Regions from separate parts of the Sus scrofa genome. Here region 2 is linked to region 1. Evidence: chromatin contacts called from public HiChIP or PLAC-seq data. All regions are on one chromosome and are shown on one strand. The core of a region is the stretch at or near the end of the contact, and the rest is flanking DNA. Distances in the headings are between cores, read along the strand shown. Region 1 holds the start of PPP4C (serine/threonine-protein phosphatase 4 catalytic subunit). Region 2 holds the start of SH2B1 (SH2B adapter protein 1).

Region 1 (5,391 bases), core at 1,764-4,263:
GGGCTGGACAGGGTTCAGAGAAGGGACCTTCTTCTCACTCTGGTTCCTCTCCCCTCTTAGGCCAACAGCCTTGCCTGCCAAGGAAAGTACACCCCGAGCGGTAAGGCGGGGGCTGCCGCCAGCGAGTCCCTCTTCATCTCTAACCATGCCTACTAAGCGGGGAGGTGCTGAGGCTGCCCCCTCAACACGCCAGGCCCCGCCCCCTCCCACCCTCCCTCTCCAAGAGAGGGGGCCTCGGGGGCTCCAGGCCGCCCTTTCCCAACACTTTTGCCTCCCTCGTGACACTGGTGCCTGGTGTTGTCTGTATACGCTAACTCCATCACCCTCTCGAGCCTACTGCCAATAAACAGCCATTGAAGGGGGAGTGTGGTGACCTTGTCTGTGGTGTTTGGGGCAGGGGAGGGCTGGCAGAGGTGGCAGAAGACACAGCCCTTGCTTTATGTTCCTCTGGCTGGGGCAGAAAACCAGGAGATGGGATAGCATATACTCTGTTCAATACCTGCCCAGGGCTTCAAGAGAAGAGCTTGGGAATTTTCTTCCCACCACCAAGTGCTCTGCTTCTTCCACCGGCAGCCCCTGATACAAGGCTTCCAGGTGGGGAGTGCACGTGTAACTGCTGGTCTTAGGAGGCTGCAGCTTTAGCCTCAGTTTTAGGCCCAGAACCCACAGGTACAGAGAAGGGGGGCCCTGTGACCAAAAAAACAGCCACTGACAAAAACTAAGATTTCCTGAATCTGCAAGGCAGGCTTAACATAAGCATCCAATAGGAGTAGGTGCTGTCACTCCCAATTCGTCCTTAAGGTGATCGCGCCAGAGATCCTAACTGTCTCTTGGTGAAAACGAGGTTATGAATGCATTTCTCCTTAATCTACCTCACTGCTGACCTGTGAGTCTTCCCATCTTAATAGGAGATGGGATTAGAACTGGCTTCTTAGACTCTGGGCTGTGGAATCCCTTGAAGAATCTGGAATTGGGAGTCTCCCGGTGGCTCAGCGGATTAAGGACCCAGCGTTGTCACTGCTGTGGTGTGGGTTCAGTCCCTGGCTGGGAGGTTCCGCCTGCCACAGATGAGGCCAAAAACCAAAAAAACAAAACCCTGGAATCTTTCCACACACCCTCCTCAACAATGCACATCCACACTCGAGCTGATTCCCAGTTGAGAACTGAACCTCTGTGGCTCCTGCATTCCATGAAGTCAGAATGAGGGCCCTGTGCCATGAGTTGAACCCTTCCCATTTCCCCAGGCTGGGGGAATATTAAAGATCCTTGTCATAACCAGGGGCCTACCTAGTCCTGCCACCTCCCAAATCTCCTAAAATGGACCCTTTCCTGCTGAGATCCGCTGGAGAGAGAGGAAAAACAACATGATTTCTGTACCTACTGAATCCCTATAGTCATCTGCATAGAAACCTGGAAACTTCTAGGAGTTTAAGAACTTGGTTTTTCCTTCTCTCTGTACATTCCCATTTGTTGCCTACATCCAGAACCAAATTTTTACCTAGTGCCTCTCCAAACTATGGTCTCACTTCTGCACCTAGCCTCACTCAATTCCGTGAAACAAAGTCTGAAGCAAACAGAAATAGAGGCTCTAGGAGTTCCATTATGGCACAGTGGTTAAAGAATCCGACTGGGAACCATGGGGTTGTGGGTTCCATCCCTGGCCTTGCTCAGTGGGTTGAGGATCCGGCGTTGCCATGAGCTGTGGTGTAGGTCGCAGACGCAGCTCCGATCCTGCATTGCTGTGGTTCTGGCGTGGCCGGTGGCTACAGCTCCAGTTAGACGCCTAGCCTGGGAATCTCCATATGCCACAGGAGCGGCCCTAAAAAAGGCAAAAAGACTAGGAAAAAAAAGAAAAGAAAAAGAGAGGGCCCATAGAAGACAATAAAAGACATTCCAAAAGGGCTCTGACACCAAGAGGTTTGTTTCAAGACAAATCGCTTCCTCTGCCTGCAGCAAGAGACTAAAGAAGCAGAGGACTTTAAATGTCAGTTTGGAGTGTTTTATAAAGTTTATAATGACAAAGTGAGCATCAGAAAGTGTGACAGAAGAGACCAGACCTTGAGGACACAGCTTTCCTAGGTTAAAACATCAACCTTGACCCAAGCCCAGAATTATTAGCTATGTAACTGTGGAAGTTAATCTCTTTTAGCCAGTTTCCTTTTTTTGTTGTTGTTTTTTTGAGGGCTGCACCCACAGCATATGGAAGTTCCTAGGCTAGGGACTGAATCTGCCTGCCACAGCCACAGCCACACAAGATCTGAGCTGCGTCTGCAATCTAGCAACCTGCATCACAGCTCACAGCAAGAGAGATCCTTAACCCACTGAGCGAGGCCAGGGATGGAACCCTTCACCTCATGCATACTAGTCGGGTTCCGTACCCCTGAGCCACAACCGGAACACCAGTTTCCTCCTTCTTTTTAAAGGAATAAAACTGCAGACAAGAGCAGGGGTGAGGGGTGTCAAAGAGACCTTTCTGGAACCAGGGAAGTCAGGTTGACTGAGGTATAAGCTTGTTGTGGGGAAGGTGGACTCCTTTCTGACTCTAACTTCAGAGGTCCTCCATCGGAGAGATGTCTCTTGGGCCTTGGAAAGAGATTTGGACTGGGAGTCTTTCGCCCATCCAACAAAGAGTTCTGTATGCCAACTGTGCCAGGCCATGTTCTAAGTGAGAACTGGGGCTGCAAGTGTGAACAGGACAAAATTCCATCTCTCAGGGACTGTAATGGGGGAGGCCGACTAAAACAGGTAAACAGAAACGTGTACGCTGAAGTTACAACGCGGAACGCCGACTCAGTTCCAGTTTCCTTCACTGACACGGTAATGTGGAGCGGATGTGGAGTCCGTCACCGCCCTCACAGCGCCAATCCGCTCAGCCCACAATCACTTCCGCTCGCACATTGCAGACATCCGGTTCTTCCGGCTCATTTGCATTCCTAGGCTTGAGGGGGTGGGGTAAGGGCGCGGCTTGGGAGGGGGGCGTGTGTATGACGCCACATCCGGCGCGCGGCGGAACTGGTGTTCCTCTGCTTCCGCGGCGGGGCCGGAAGTAGAAGCGGAGGTGGCGGCGGCCCAAAGCGGAGGGAAAGAGGAAGACAGGGAGCACGAAAACCGGAGCCGGAGTCGCTGCGTCGGTAATAGTCGGAGACCCTTCTAGGCCACCGTCCCTGGCGCGGGACCTCAGGGTTCGACGGGAGTTAGCGGAGGGCGGCCCGGGCTGTGGGACGCTGGGGGCCCCGGGGCCTATGTGAGGGGAGGCGGGAGTTGGGGGGGCCGGGCCAGCTCCAGAACCGAGTTGCCCCCCCCGACCCGGCGCCCCTTAAGGACACTGATCCGCGGCTTCTCCTTGGCCTTTCCCAGGAGACCCCTGTGCGGTGCGGAGGGGGCTACGGCCCCGGCTCTGACCCGCTCCGGGGCGGGTGGGCCATGGCGGAGATCAGCGATCTGGACCGGCAGATCGAGCAGCTGCGGCGCTGCGAGCTCATCAAGGAGAGCGAAGTCAAGGCCCTGTGCGCAAAGGCCAGGTGAGCCCGGGAAGAGAGGCTTCAGCCACTGATCAGAGGCCGGAAGCTTGGGGCAAATCCAGCTGAGAACTTTGGGCCTGGCTCATCCTGGAAGCTTTCCCAGAGAGGAGCGAATAGGGCCACTTCCCTCGAGGAGCAGCCGGGCCTGTTGGGGGAAGACAGACCTGGATTCAAATATCTGAAGTATTAGATGATGTGTTTTCAGTGGAGTTGGAATTACAGAAAGTACTTAGGAAGCTTAGGGAAACAACCTTGTCTGTCTGGGGGGGAACAGAGAACGTTTCTTGGAGGAACTGAACTTTGGGTTAGGCCTTGAAGAATAAGATGATAAAAGGGAATGTCAGCAAGAAGATTTGGTTTACAGTATTCTTTTTTTTTTTTTGGCTTTTTAGGGCCGCACCTGTGGCACTTAGAGGTTCCCAGGCTAGGGGCTGAATCAGAGCTTCAGCTGCTGGCCTACGCCACCAGCCACAGCAATAGCAATGAGGGATCCTTAACCCACTGAGTGAGTCCAGGGATCAAACCCACAACATCTTGGCTCCTAGTCGAATTTGTTTCCGCTGTGCCACAACGGGAACTCCTACAGTATTGTTTTAATCCCAGTAACAACCCAAAAAGGTGTGTGGAATTGTCTTCATCTCACAGGTGAGGATGCTTACATTCAGGAGTAAGGGGTAAAGCCTGAAGCGAGTTCTCCATGTCCTGTCCATTTTCAGGCCATCATGCAAGAAAGTGGAGTTGGATCACACTCATACTCCTTGTGGGAGCCTATGAAATAGAAGCAGATAAGCCAGAGTAGAATTAAGCAAGATCTGAAGGGAAGCCTAGCTTAGAGTTCTGTGGGAAGTAGGATGATGTAGTGGTTAAGAGCCAGGCTTTGGAATGTGGCTCTAGGTTGGAATCAGCTCTGCCACTTCCTAGCTGTGTTGGTGATCTTGAGGTCTGTGAGACTCGGGTTCTTCCTATTTAAAGTGGGGATTCTAGAACTTAATGAGGTGGCTGTGAAGAGTAAGGGATGCGCTTAGCATAGGCTTTGGTAAACTGTAAGTGCTCGATGTTTGTTGGGTGTTACTGTTCTTCCTTTGTAGGAAGAGGGCAGTGCTGATGTGGACTGAAGTCCTTAGTGAAGGCTTGAAAGAGAAGTTGGCCTGGAAAGATGGATAATTTGGGCAGCTGAGTGGGCAGGCCTAGTAGGAAGGGCATTCCAAGCAGGCTGAGAATAGGAGTGGAAGGTGTTCCCTGGGGGCTCAGCGGGATCCAGCATTGTCACTGCTGCAGCTCAGGTTACAGCTGTGGCACTGGTTCAATCCCTGACCCAGAAACTTCTACCTGCCAAAGGCATGGCCAAAAAAAAAAAAAAAAAAAAAAGTGGAGCTCTGGGTTGTGTGGGCAGTGGTGACAAGACGACAAGACCCATTACCTGCCTCCTGAGGAACTATTTGTGGTTTCCACCACGCTGGAGAATTGCAGAAACAGAGCCAGCAGAATTACCCCCACATTTGTGACCAATAGGCCACTGTTAGCACCTGAAAGAACTTTATATCCACTTCCTTCCCACAGCAATGCTGTGAGGTTGGAAATATTTGCCCCATTTTACAGAGCAGGAAGCTGTGACGTCTTGAAGCCTGGGGACTTGACCAAGGCTTCCCCGCAAGAAGGTGGCAGAGCTGGCTGGCCGTTGGGCTCTTTGCTTGGCTTTGCCCCACACAGACCTGTCACAGCCACACAGGGCCTGCATGGGTTTGGTGAACAGGCAAGGCTCCCTTTTAAACGCTGTTCTGTGGCTCTTCATGTTTTGCCAGCTCAAAAATATTTCCTTGACCAGACCAGCCCCAAGATGTTTTTAGTCATCCCTCAATCTCTCTCTGTT
Region 2 (5,391 bases), core at 1,933-4,432, 270 kb after region 1:
CATCCCAACCTCAGAGGATGGGTCCGCAATCCAGTGTTTAGCAATCAGCCTAATCTATCCATCACAGTCATCATTGTCCATTCAGGGTTAGTTTTGTCTTTTAGGGCCACACCCACGGCACATGGAAGTTCCCAGGCTAGGGGTCCCATTGGAGCTATAGCTGCCAGCCACAGCCACAGCAGCTTGGGACCTGAGCCGCATTTGCGACCTACACCACAGCTCACGGCAATGCCAGATCCTTAACCCACTGAGCGAGGCCAGGGATCAAACCCACGTCCTCACGGATGATAGTTGGGTTCGTTAACCGCTGAGCCACGACGGGAACTCAGGGTGGGTATTCTGTCTCAACCTCCAGTGGTTTACTGAAGTTGAGTTCTGGCCCGGAGTTAGCAGAGACCCCACAAGTTAAGGACTCACTCCTCTGCCAGCTGCGAGTGAGGTCCCTCAGCCATCTGTACCTCAGGCCAACTGCCTACATCTGGGAGTTTCCCATAACCACCCTCAGGTTTGATAATTGGCTAGAACAACAGACGGAACTCTGGGAAAGCTTGTATACTTATGATGATGAATATGATTACATTTTATAATAAAGGATACAGCTCAGGAACAGCCAAATGAAGAGATAACAGGGTGAAGTCCACAATGAATCAGGACACATCACCTGACATATCAGTGTCTTCACCAACCAGGAAGCGCCACTGAGGGGCTTCAGAGTCCAAAGTTTTTATTGCAGTTTCATCACTTAAGTGGGATTGATCAAATCACTGCAATGTGATTGAGCTCAATTAAAGCCCCCTTCCTCCCTGGAGGGCAAACGGGCTCAAAATCCCAACTCTGTAATCACAAAATTGGCTTCTCTGCTGATCAGCTCCCATCTGAAGGACTTGCCATTAGTCACCGCATCAGCAAAAACTCAGGTGTGCTCAGAGGGGCTCGTGGCTAACAGACACTTCAGTCACTCGGGAAATTTCAAGTATGTGAAAAGCTCTGGGCCAGGAACCTGGGACAAAGACCAGACAAATTCTTTATTATACAAGAGATAGGCGGAGTTCCTGTCGTGGCTCAGCTGTTAACGAACCCGACTAGGAACCATGAGGTTGCAGGTTTGATCCCTGGCCTTGCTCAGTGGGTTAAGGATCCGGCGTTGCCATGAGCTGTGGTGTGGGTCACAGATGCGGCTGGGAGCTGGCATTGCTGTGGCTGTGGCATAGGCCAGCAGCTGTAGCTCTGATTAGACCCCTAGCCTGGGAATCTCCACATGCCGCACGTGTGGCCCTAAAAAGCCAAAAAAACCAAACAAACAAAAAAAAAAAACAGGCTTTAGGTGACCCAAGCTCAGCTGATGAGACACAGCCCTGTCATACCTGCTGAAATTACTGGGAAAGCTATGCTCTTTTTCTGCTAGGATTAGGAGGCTGGTAGGACGTAAGCTTGGAACTCTAACCCTAACCAGCTGGGAACCAGCCAGGTGGCTGTCTTGCTGCCTATGAGGAGCCGATCTGCCTGAGAAGAAAGTCCAGAGCAAAGCAGAGCTGAGAAACTGAGAGCAAGTTCAGGTGGACACTGTAAGCCTCTCCTCCAGCCATGCCTAATGTCATTGTATCTCTGCCTTTTAAATTCTGCAAGTCAATAAACGCCTCCTCTTTTAAACTACCTTAAATGGCCTATTACTTGCAGCTGAAAGCATCCTGCTTATCACAGGTCCCTCCCCACCCCACTCCCCCAGCCCTTTCCTAAGCAGGAAGACGTGTTTCTCCCTTTCTTATTAATACTGTGCCTTAACCAGGGTGCTGGATCCCAGCCATCTCACCTTCCCCAAACTTCCCTCCTTCAATTATCCTTTCTTTTTTTCTTTTTTGTTGTCATTTGTCCTTTTTAGGGCTGCACCCGAGGCATAAGAAAGTTCCCGGGTTAGGGGTCAAATCAGAGCTGCAGCTGCCAGCCCACACCACAGCCTCAGCAACTCCGGATCCGAGTGGCATCTGCAATCTACACCACAGCTCTCGGCAACGGTGGATACTTAACCCACTGATGGAGGCCAGGCATGGAACTCGAATCCTCATGGATACTACTCGGATTCCTAGCCACAATAGGAACTCCAGCATTTTTATTTACTTATTTTTTCCTTCTTTGGCTGCATTCTCTGGCATATGTAAGTTCCCCGGCCAGGGATCAAATCCGAGCCACCTCTGAAGATGTATGTTGTCCAGGCATATGTAAGTTCCCAAGCTAGGGGTTGAATCAGAGCTACAGTTACCTGCCTACGCCACTACCAGGTCCCAGCCGCCTGCGATCTACACCGCAGTTCGTAGCAATGCTGGATCCTAAACCTACGGAGCAGGGGCAAGGATCGAACCCACGTCCTCATGGATACTAGTTGGTGGTTCGTTACCACCGAGCCACAGCGGAAACTCTTCTTTTGGCGCTTTCATTCAGCTGTTGAAGAAGCTTGACCCAATGGCTAGAGCCAAGAGACTCCTTTATTGCTTAGGCCAGCTGAAGCTAGGTCACTGTGACTTGACTAGGATTTCATCGTGCTCATGATTTCAACAGCCCTTTACTACACCTTAATGAGTCTCCGTTTCTATATTTGGCCTTAATGTCTCTCCTGAGCTCCAGCCTATAGGTCCACCTGCCTCCTGATGTCCCACCGGCACACCCCAAACGGACCTCATTATTCCTGCGCCCATCTTCATCCCCCAGCTCAGAGACGGAACCTCCTAGAACCTCCAGGACTTTTCCTCAGAGAGGCAAGGTCGTAAGTTCAGACTCTGCCTCTCCACGGGGCCTCACCAAGGTCACCTGCATCTTTCCTCCCCCAGCTCCTTAGGGGCGGTGTCCGCGAATCCCTCTGCAGCCAGACCAGGCGCTCTAGGCTGCAATGGGCGCTTCAAACAGCGTCAACTCGCTGGTTTCCGGTACCGGCGGCTCCTCTAGCCTCCGTCAGGGCCTCGGGACTCTATTCCCCTAAGGTGCCTTGTCTACGGTTGACTGTTCCCCTTTGTCCCGACTTGTCCTTCAGAGGGCGCTCTTGTGGGAATCAACCCCTTCCTCGGGTTGCTTCTGCGATCCCTTTTAGGCACAGCTGGAGAAGTCACTGAGCCCGCCGAGAGTCACACCCTCGGAGCCCTGGAAGGGTGGCCGAGAGTGGGAGGATGGCGGAAGTGAGCGCGAAGGTGCCCTTCCCTCTCCCCGCTCTTCTCTATGGTCTCTTCCTTCGGTGACGGGGAAAAAAGGGGTCCCGGCGCCTGCGCAGAACCGGACTGGGAGCCCGTCGCGGAGGGGGGCGGGGGGCAGGGAGCGGGAGCCGCCGCCGCCGCCGCCGCCGCCGCCGCCGGAGCTAACCGCAGGGACCGAGATGCAGGTGGGACCGGAACCGGAACCCCCCTCTTCAAGTCCCTCTTCCCTCTCCGCGACTCGGGCCCGGCGCCTGCGGGGAGCCCTGGGTGGAGGCGGGCGCGGGGGGCTCGAGGCAGGAGGGGCGCCCGGCCCCGCAGAGTGCGGCAGACAGGGCTGCGGCCCCGGGGAATGGGCGGGTAGAGGGTGTCCAGGGTGAAGGGGGTCGGGTCGGAGTGGATTGATCACCGGCTCCGGAGGGTCCGAGCCTGGAGCGGAGCCTGCACCCTCCACCACCCGGCCTTCGGGAAATAGCACCACTGAGCCAAGAAGCAGGTGCACTGGGAAAATGTGTCTGAGTCCCGCTTGGCAGAAGAGAAACTGAGTCACCAGCTCAGGAGCCACAGGGTCAGCGGGCCTGAAGGGGGCTGGGTCTGCCTGTGGTGCAGAGGGTTGGGTGGGCAGTTGTGAGCTGAGGTGGCCTCTGCCTGGAGATCGGTCTCTGCACCTCTTGGCTCAGTTCCCCTGTGCTCCATGACTCTTGCATCTCCTGGCTTCTTCTCGTTGTTTTGGAACTGTCCCTACGGTTGGAGCCATCTGAGTGTGTAGGGTCTATAGGCCAAGGAGAAGGGGAGGGAACGCTGACCGTGGGTCTGAGCAGGCGTCTGAGGTTTGGGGAGATTTGCCTGAACTGCCTTCATCCCGTTGCCAGTCAGAGCTTCCAGTAGAGGAAGGGACACAAACAGAAGAGCCAGGGGTTGTAAATTCCATGCCCAGCTCTGCCACTTGGTAGGAGTTGTAAGATCTTGGGAAGGCTCTTCCTTGCACTGATTTCTCTTGTAGAAAATTGGAACCCATAAAGATAGTGATAACGGCAGTCATCTATTGTGTGCTTACTTTGTGTCAAGCAGGGACTTGTTATTTCATTTAATTCTCCCAGTAGTTCTGGGGGTTAGGGATCATTAGCTCTGTTTTATAGCTGTAACAGCAAAAGCTCAGAGAGGACATGTAATCTGTTGAAGATCACACAGCTCTTAGGCGGCCGAGATGGAATTTCATCCTAAGTCTAACTCCAGAAACTCTGGCCTTAACCCCAGGCTAACCAGTCTTTAGGGCATGCTCCCCTGCGAGAGAAGAGGAAGGCGAGAAATCCCAAGGCCCCAGCTCCCTGATATGTTGTATTTGCTTGTGGCCAGCCAAGACTTGCCCAGACCCAACCCACAGCCTGTCCTCGCCTGGTGCTGCTGCCTCTGGACCCCAGACTGAAAGGGCACCAAAGAAGTGGGATGTGGCCACTGCAGGCCTCCTTCAGGCAGTGCCTGGGTGCGGGCTCCTGGGGTCGGCTTTCCAGACGGTCGTTTTCACCATCCATCCATCCATCCTCCTTCATGAGCAAGCTCCCTCCTCAGAGATGGACCTTGGGCAGCGAAAGGCAGGGTCTCTGAGTTCTGGGACAGTGAGGGGTGGTGACTGAGACTGGGACAGTCAGGCCCCGGGGGACCAGGACTGCGCGCTGGGGAAAACTAGTCTTGGAGTTCTGAAACTTGTTCTGAGCTTCGGTTTCCTCATCTGTTATAGAGGTTGTTAAAACCCATCCCAGGGAAAGGTAAGAGGGGCGCAGGGGAGGCAATGGGATAAGCATTGAAGGGTCATTTCATTTAGAGAAGGGAGATGGGAGTTCCCATTGTGGCTCAGTGGTTAATGAATCTGACTAGCATCCATGAGGACGCAGGTTCGATCCCTGGCCTCGCTCAGTGGGTTAAGGATCCGGCGTTGCCCTGACCTGTGGTGTGGGTCGCAGACACGGCTCGGATGTGGCGTGGCTGTAGCTGTGGCAGAAGCCGGCCGCTACACCTCCGACTGGACCCCTAGCCTGGGAACCTCCCTATGCCGCAGGTGCGGCCCTAAAAAGCAAAGGAGAGAGAGAGAGAGAGAGAATTGACGTAGGAAAGATTCCCTTTTAGAGGAAGGCGCGGCCCCGCTGTCTATCACACCTGGGTAGTGGAGGGAGTGGATCCAGGAGGCAGCAGGATGGGTGCAGGCTAGACATTGGGG

Evidence for each region. HiChIP or PLAC-seq counts read pairs in DNA pulled down with a chosen protein or histone mark.
Region 2: a contact with region 1 is called in an H3K27ac HiChIP or PLAC-seq map of alveolar macrophages. The contact joins the promoter of SH2B1 here to the promoter of PPP4C in region 1. A contact is called at or near these places in 1 of 5 promoter capture datasets (liver), 1 of 47 Hi-C or Micro-C datasets (skeletal muscle) and 2 of 2 datasets of contacts at active chromatin or transcription factors (alveolar macrophages and skeletal muscle).

What each region holds. Positions count from the first base shown.
Region 1 is chr3:18,259,804-18,265,194 of Sscrofa11.1, forward strand. PPP4C (serine/threonine-protein phosphatase 4 catalytic subunit) reads left to right here and starts at 3,014. Exons shown (of 9, transcript XM_021088021.1): 1 at 3,014-3,131; 2 at 3,358-3,521. The coding sequence starts at 3,424. It overlaps ALDOA (fructose-bisphosphate aldolase A), which reads left to right. Exons shown (of 15, transcript XM_021087997.1): 15 at 61-364. The coding sequence ends at 156.
Region 2 is chr3:18,530,100-18,535,490 of Sscrofa11.1, forward strand. It overlaps SH2B1 (SH2B adapter protein 1), which reads left to right and starts at 3,183. Exons shown (of 11, transcript XM_003124516.4): 1 at 3,183-3,364. The coding sequence starts at 3,205. It overlaps LOC100516669 (a long non-coding RNA gene), which reads right to left and starts at 3,130. Exons shown (of 2, transcript XR_115809.4): 1 at 2,794-3,130; 2 at 678-1,000.